Regions from separate parts of the Mus musculus genome. Here region 2 is linked to region 1. A link is a contact called in public HiChIP or PLAC-seq data. All regions are on one chromosome and are shown on one strand. Each heading gives the region's core, a stretch centred on a gene start, on an enhancer-like site or on the middle of the called end of the contact. The rest is flanking DNA. Distances are from core to core; before and after follow the strand shown. Region 1 has its middle 17 kb from the start of Rbm26. Region 2 holds the start of Ndfip2 (Nedd4 family interacting protein 2).

Evidence for each region. HiChIP or PLAC-seq counts read pairs in DNA pulled down with a chosen protein or histone mark.
Region 2: an H3K4me3 HiChIP or PLAC-seq map of embryonic stem cells shows a contact between it and region 1, with 19 read pairs. The contact joins the promoter of Ndfip2 here to the enhancer-like site in region 1. A contact is called at or near these places in 3 of 39 promoter capture datasets (hematopoietic stem and progenitor cells, liver and maxillary cranial neural crest), 8 of 484 Hi-C or Micro-C datasets (B cells, LSK cells, cerebellum and 5 more), 9 of 115 datasets of contacts at active chromatin or transcription factors (SST interneurons, embryonic stem cells, extraembryonic endoderm stem cells and 4 more) and 3 of 9 other capture datasets (adipose tissue, embryonic stem cells and liver).

Annotation. Positions count from the first base shown.
Region 1 is chr14:105,192,808-105,196,787 of GRCm38.p6, forward strand. No RefSeq gene overlaps it. Among named protein-coding and RNA genes, the nearest start is that of Rbm26, 17 kb to the left of the region's middle. Within about 2 kb of position 1,559, at least 11 of the 459 cell types and tissues checked have an H3K27ac peak or open chromatin away from gene starts, as enhancers often do. A contact at or near this core is called in embryonic stem cells, where this site is marked.
Region 2 is chr14:105,256,214-105,260,079 of GRCm38.p6, forward strand. Ndfip2 (Nedd4 family interacting protein 2) reads left to right here and starts at 2,410. Exons shown (of 8, transcript NM_029561.5): 1 at 2,410-2,789. The coding sequence starts at 2,460.

The sequences.
Region 1 (3,980 bases), core at 309-2,808:
AGACACCACCTTTGCTGATACCCCCTTGGTCAGCTGTGTGGACATGCCCATTCATACAGAAAGATGAGAAGTGCATAGTTTCAGCTGGGAACACTGGCCCTTGAATAAACTGAATAAATAGAAATATGTTAAATAAAATAGACCTAAAATAAGCAGCCAGCTGACTATCAGACACACCAAATGACTTATAGCCTTCTCAGCCAATTTAAGAAGACAATAAGTGATGTGTGGGGGGGAGGAGAAAAGATGAAAGAGGAAGAAAGGTAAATCTATGACCCACATACCTAAGTGTCAGTATGTGTTTGCAGGCACACTCAGTTGTGTTGATTAAACGGTTATTTGGAAACTGACTTTTCTCTCCGTCCTTCCATCTACTTGGGATGAAAATACACTTTAAAATGTTCTTTCCCGGGGCTAGAGAGATGGCTCAGTGGTTAAGGGCACTGAGTGCTCTTCCAGAGGTCGTGAGTTCAATTCTCAGCAACCACATGGTGGCTCACAACCATCTGTAATGGGATCTGATGCCTCTTCTGATGTGTCTGATGTCAGCTACAGTGTACTCAAATACATAAAATAAAAAATCTTTAGAAAAATAAAAAATTAAAATGTTCTTTCCTCTGAGTAGCAAGATAATTGTAGCAAACCAACCTTCCTTTCTCATGTGTTAGCAATTGCAGTGGAAAAGGCCCCTATTTCTTAGTAATGTTGCTGCGAGACATGAGAGGCACTGGTGGTCTTTGGTATTAGACGCCCATTCCTGAGCTGTTGTGTCTGGCCAGCAGACCACAACCTGGGTTCTAGCCTGGAAAGGCATTTTGGAAACCTGGAAGAGAAGAGGGGCTAGGTGGCGAGAGAAAGGAATGTAGCCAAGACAGTTACTCTGATCAAGGCTCAAATTTTATTGTTGCGACACTAGTTATGAAGGAAGGGGGAGGGGACCCGATTCCCGCCGAATAATCTCTGGTCCAGTAGAAAGGTGCACGTGTGTGGCTCCGCAGGTTCTAGCAGTGGGCGTGGCAGAATGAATGAGCAGGAAGCTCCACCCCTGAGCAAGCAGGTTTCAGGCTGGGGGAGGGGAGACTACATCTCCTCCCTTTTATTAACAAAATTTAAAAAAAGAAAAAGCTGGCCTGAGGGGGGAAAATTATCTATGCTCAATAGTTCTGCCTTGAATCTAGGGCTAAAGAAAAAACTTGCTTTCGTGGGATTTCTTAACTTTTCTTATGGTAAACTGTATCTGGCTAAGACTGTCCTTTCTTATCTTAGTAAACAACTAACTGAAAAGCCTGGAGCAGTAGGCTCTGACTTTATAATGCTAATTAGTACTTGGTAGGTAACTTTCTAGTTGAATTTTACGTAGGGCGTTGGAACTCTGGCTAAGTTTGACTGAACAAATGTGAAATACACTATAATAAGAATAACACTAAGTTGATATTCCTCCGCATTTTTGGATGATAGGTGGGAAACAGGGATGAGCTGATCACTGTAGACTCAGCCATGTCTTATTTACGTCATAGACTCCATCCTCTGAAGGCAACTGCATCCAAGTCCTGTGAGTTAAGCTGAGGGTGGCAGTTCCCAGAAGGAAGGTTGCTCTATGGTGCCAGAGAATAACAGATGCCAGGCAGACAAAGATAGTGTTTGATAGAGAGGGTAAAACCTTAAATGGGGGGAAAAGGTATTTCCAGCCTAGAAATGTAAAGGGAAAATACTAATGGCTTATTGAACCACTTTGATAATATCTCATTTCCTTTAGTAATATTTGTTGGCAGTGTCCACAGAGAGGAAGCACTCAGCAGCCCAATCCTGGACCTGTTTTGAGCTTCATGAAAAGCACGTGCAGTTCTAAATCTGCAGGCAAAATGCCAAGAGGGGGCTTTTGCAGGAGAGTGCTATTTATAAGGATGCTTATTGGAGGTAACTTCTTTAAAACCTAAATCACAGAGAGTCAAAGAGACACACACGCACATTTACCCTTTGAACGCTGCAACATAAGCCCTGTGGGATCAATCATGAGGAGACTAGGACACAGCTAATGAGTCCCCTGCCCTGCCCAAGGTCGTGCATTGAATGAGTGACCAACCAAAGCTGCTGGCTCCTAAAACCCATGACTCATCCTTGTTTTCATAGCTTATTTTAGCTTATTGCAAGGACTGGTCTATTTTGCTGTATTTTTGTAAGTGATTGGCAGAAAGTGAATATCGCCATATGTTTAAAAATGAGCATCATCTGCCCTAGGGAAATAGCACACATTAAGGAGAAGAGGAACACAAATCCTGAGATGAAAAAGTGGGATGGGGGGGGGGATAAATCTATATAGAAAATTTACCAGTAACTAAAAACTGATGATGACGTAGAAGTTTGCGTGTGAGAGTTTGAGTGTTTGGTATGGCAGTGAGGACATTCAAGACTAGGCACTGCTCCTCACATTTAACACAATTCTGCGTTTATGAAACGTTTCAAGACCAGGAGAAAGACTTTAGAATAGCTTCTCCTAGATTCCCAATGGTAACTTTTGTTGCATTTGCAGACTTCTTTGTTTTTCTTGCATTCATTCATTTTCTTTCTCTCACCTCTCTCTCCCTCTGTGTGTGTGAGTGTGTGTGTGTGTGCGCGTACATATCTAAGAACCATTTAAGAGAAAATTGTAGATATGATGCTTTTTCACTGCTACCTGGCTCAGTGGACATTTGCTAAAACCAAGGACAGCTTCTTCTGTAACTACATCACTCTTATAAAAGCGTTGTGATCAACACCGATACAGAACTACCACATATGAACAACCTTGCTGCAGATTTCACTGATGGTTCTGACAGTGGCAAATACAGCCAAAGAAAGTCACGATCATGTATGTTCATCTTTCAAGTCAATTTTCTTTCTTATATTAAGGAGAGCCAAGAACTTTATTATAGTCCGTAAAAGCTGACATTGAAGTGTATGGGACAATTATTTTAAAGGTGTGACCCTCAAATGTAGGTTTTCCTGCTTGTTTCTGATCAGATTCCAGTTACAAGCTGTGGGCACAGCTTTGGGTATACCACAGGAGTAAGGTGGTGGTCTCTGTGCACTTTATATTCCTAACAGTTAAAAACAGCGATACCCATGAGGAGGAAAAGGTGACTTATGGTGATAGCTGGTTGCATTTGATGCAATATTAAAAATTACTGAAGTTTATGTAAGAAATGGTAAATGTTATGTCATATGAAGTAGGGGACCTTGTTAAAGGTAATTGATTGGTTTCAGACCCTTGGACAAGAGAACTGGGGTGCATATTTTATATATCAAAGCAGACCTGGTGTCTTAGTCAGGGTTTCTATTCCTGCATAAACATCATGACCAAGAAGCAGGTTGGAGAGAAAAGGGTTTATTCAGCTTATCAAAGGATGCAGGACTAGAACTCAAGCAGGTCAGGAAGCAGGAGCTGATGCAGTGGCCATGGAGGGATGTTCCTTACTGGCTTGCCTCCCCTGGCTTGCTCAACCTGCTCTCTTATAGAACCAAGACTACCAGCCCAGAGATGGCACCACCCACAAGGGGCCTTTCCCCCTTGATCACTAATTGAGACAATGTGTTACAGTTGGATCTCATGGAGGCATTTCCTCAACTGAAGCTCCTTTCTCTGTGATAACTCCAGCTGTGTCAAGTTGACACAAAACCAGCCAGTACACCTGGGCTCCAGGTTCTCCCAGATTCCTCAGTCCCTGCCAGATATACCCTGCCCTCCACCCTGAACTTTCCAGCCCAGAGTCTAGACTTCCTTTCCCCAGAGACTCTTCCCTATATAATCCAGACATTTTGGTCTCTGTTCTCTCCTTCTCCATCTCTTCTTTCTTTGAGCAACCTTTCTCTATTTCTCTCCCTGCGCCCCACTCCCCATGATGACTGCCCTGGCCTCTGTCCCTCCTCCTAGAGTCCATCCCTCCATTCCCCATCCCCTTCTCCTCTGAGAGGGTGAGAAACTCCCTGTGTGTCCGCCCCCA
Region 2 (3,866 bases), core at 1,160-3,659, 64 kb after region 1:
GAGTGAACAGGATGCCTCTTCTGCAATGGGAGCGCATCGTGATTCCATATGGACGAAGAAGGGTGGGACTGGCTACTTATGATGAATCATTCCTTTATCTCTTCTTCACAGTGCCACAGTGCAGATGACCAGGACAGGGAAAGGAGACAGGGACTTGCCCTTTTATAGGGTGCACTATTGATCATGGTGACCAACATTGGGGGCCCTTGTATCTATCAGCACTTACCAGTGACTTTAGCATTGGTAAAGTTGCTGCTCTCTCTGCCCCTTAGCTTCTCTCTCTGTTAAGACTAATCATGCCTATTTACACCACAGAGTGGTGTGGAGGCTAAACTAACACTAGATTCAGATCTCACTGTCTCATTGTTCTTCCAAACTTCCTCACTGAAAATCTATTGTGTCATTGAATCATGCCATCTGCTCTGTGAGAGTAGAAACAGTCAGAGAACCTGGGTGTGGGTAGAATGGAAGAGCTGATATAACCCAGGGTTCGGGGTGTCTGTTTTGAGTCAGGTCTCTGATTTTTAATGGCCTCTTTTTCTTAGAAGTAATAAAATTTAGAGACAAGTGAACCTACACAGCTAATGAAAATAAAAGGGCACAGGAATTCAATTCTAAATTACCTTTATAATAACAAGTTATATTGGGATCTAATTTTTCTTTGCTAACACTGGGTGTTGTTTAGCTCATGAAAGGCAATTCTATTCAGGATGATACTGTAAGGAGTTGGCACTTGTGCTAATAATATCGATTAAATTAGGATCTAAAATATACTACATTGGAACACATGAAGAAAATTAGGTATGACAACACCAATTGCTTTTTATTATTTCTGGTCTGGCAATGCTAATATTAGATATTTTAAGATGATCCTAATAGAGATCTGATAAATCATCTGAAAAATAAAAATATCAGAAAGACTTAACTTTTCTAGCTACAACTATACAAAGTTTATTGAACTTTGTTGGATCTGGCCAGTTGTACCAGTCTCATCTGGCTTCCTTTCTTTCGGCAATCTCATCTGCACATGTATGAAGCAAAGTGAGAGATGGTCTCCAGGTTTCCCTCCCCGGATCCCCAGGAGATCTCCATAGTAAGAACAGTTATGGGGAAAGGGCTTGATTATCTTAAAAAGAACAGTTGGGCCAGATCGAGTAGGGCCACAGATCTCAGGGTACAAGAAGCAGATGTTTGGGTTAAAAGGTACCTTTTGCTGGTCTGCCATAGTCTTCTAATTGTTAGAGAAACATGCTCTGTGCCGAGAGAGAGAGAGAGAGAGAGAGAGAGAGAGAGAGAGAGAGAGAGAGAGAGAGAAAAGAAGAAGAAGAAGGAGGAGGAGGAGGAGGAGGAGGAAGAAGAAGACAAAGACGAAGATGAAGAAGAAAAGGAGAAGAAGAAGAAAAGGAAAAGAAGAAAAGAAAAAGAAAAGAAAGAAAAAGGAGAAGAAAAAGGAGAAAAAGAGAAAGAAAAAGAAGGAAGAAGAAAGAAAAAGAAGAAGGAAGAAGAAAGAAGGAGAAAGAAGGAGGGAGGAGAGGAGAGGAGAGGAGAGAGAGGTGTCACAGGGTATTATGATGCGCCACAAAAACTGATTCTTTACCATTATCTTAGGAATATCTGAGTATTATTAGCACACACACAAAAATCCTACCTCACTTCATTATTTTCTTCTGTCCTTCCCATTTCCTATTTCTAAAGGCCTCTTTCTCTGTATGTCATCAGAATATGTTTGAAGAATTTGTAAATCTCTTAGAAACAAGGGGGCAAAAGAAAGAGGAGGGTAAAGCCCTATTCAGGATTTTCAGAGTAATGAAACTGTTCAGTATGATATATAATAGTTAGGGTATATTTGTCAGAACTCCTACAACGTACAATGTTCAAAATGAACTCCAATGCAATCTATTATGGATTCTAAGTGATTGACAATGGTACGCTGTCAAATGGGTTTAACATTTGTCACAAATGAGCTGTTCTACTGAGGAAGGCTACGCGTGCTCAGAAGCAAGACTGTCTTTTTTTTTTCCTTCCTCGAAATTTTACTGTGACTTTAAAGCTGATTTTATATATGTATATGTGGTCTTTGTATATGTATATGTCCCTGGTATTTGGTAATTCATTACCTCATTAATGATTTCGAATGAGCGCCTTTTTAGGCCTGTCCTGAGATGGATCTCTTTGAGATGCTCTAGGCTGGGGACTAATAAAAGGGCGACCTGTCCTCAGGTGCTCTAGGAATGCAGCGCCTCCACCCTCCGCAGTGACGATGCATCCTCTCGCCCCACAGTGAAACCTGCCCTCACAGGAAAATCCAATCAAGTGGGACGATTTTTTTTTTTTTTTTCTTTTCCGCTTCGGTTGCCACCGCCCACTGTCGACTAGATGACAACCTAGAGGGCTCCCGGGGACTTGCCTGACTCTTCCATCTCCTCCCACCTAGGGACACCTCCGGAGCCGGGCGGCGGATGGGACGCCGGCGGAGCCAGAGAGCATGCGCGTCCGCGCCGAGCATGCTCAGTAGCGCGCGCGGCTCCCCGGAGCTCCGGCGCCGATCGGCGAGCGACGCGGAGCTCTCCGCTGGAGCCGAGGGAGCGACAGGAAGTGAAGCGGCCCCGCCAGGCGACCTCGGCGGCAGAACCCGAGGCGGCGGAAGAGGCTCTGCGGCGGCGGCGGCGACGACGTCGACCCGGGAGGCCGAGGGAGCTGAGCGCCGAGGGGACACGCCCGCTCGGAAGCCGGACCCCGAGGCGGGCAGGATGGATCACCACCAGCTGGGGACTGGTCGCTACCAGGTGGTGAGTGCGCGGGCCCCGGGGAGGACGCTGGCCTCGGGGCGTCCCGGCGGGCCCCTTCCCGCCCAGCCCACCTCTCCGCCAGCCCCCGGCCGCAGTCGACGGCCAGCGCCCCGCCGAGCCCCCTCCCCGGCGACGCTCCCCGACTCACCCCGGCTGGCTTTCTTTCCCCTCCTTCTTCCCTGACTCACACACCCGTGAGCAGTGAGTGGTGTCCCCCTGCGGCGGGGCAGGGTGCAGGTACCTGTCAGGGAGTCGACCCGACCGGTGGCCTGAATTGTGTGAGGTTATAGAGTGGGGTGCAGCAGGGCTACAACCGGCGTGAGGGGTAGAGAAGAGCTGTGATGGGGAAGGTGCCTCTCTTCTAGTTAACCTTGTCATTTTGCCCTTTTCCATTGTGTTAGTATTACAGTGATCGTTTTTTTTTTCTTTTTTTTTTAAATCTGTTCCTGCTTTGCCTGTGTTCGTGTGTGCAGCGCTTTATTAGAAAAAAAAATCAAACCTTGTTTGAAATGAAATAGTTTTCATTTAATACAGAGTTTTAAAATCACTCAAGTATGTAAACCACCAGCTATGCTTAATGAGTGAAATGCGCCCTGTATTTTCTTTGTCAGAATCTCTGTATTTTACACCCTGTGTGTTTTAGTGATGTCATTGGAGATAAATATTGTGAATAGCATTGTCAGCAATATTTACTTTATTGCGTTTTCACTTATAAACTTTTAGATAATTTAGTGGAACATAGTTACGGGGGGAGAGAAGAAAAGCATTTGTGCATATTGTTGCTATTGCGTGTCGGGTTTATAAGATTGCACAGTTAGTCCTATATGTCATCTTTTCTGTCTGTCTGCATGTGTGTTGTGCCTTTTGACAAATCTGAAGGATTGTGGTAGAGACTTAAATTTTCATTTTTTCTTTGGTAAGAATTCTCTGTCATTTGTGTCTATTTGCTATAGCATGGCCAGGTGATTTAGATTATGAACTTTCTGAAAATTATCAACATTTTCAGAATGGCTTAGGAAATAGAAATCTTGCCAGTTTATTGAAGGTGCTTTTCAAGTTGTCAGCTTTGGGTAACTT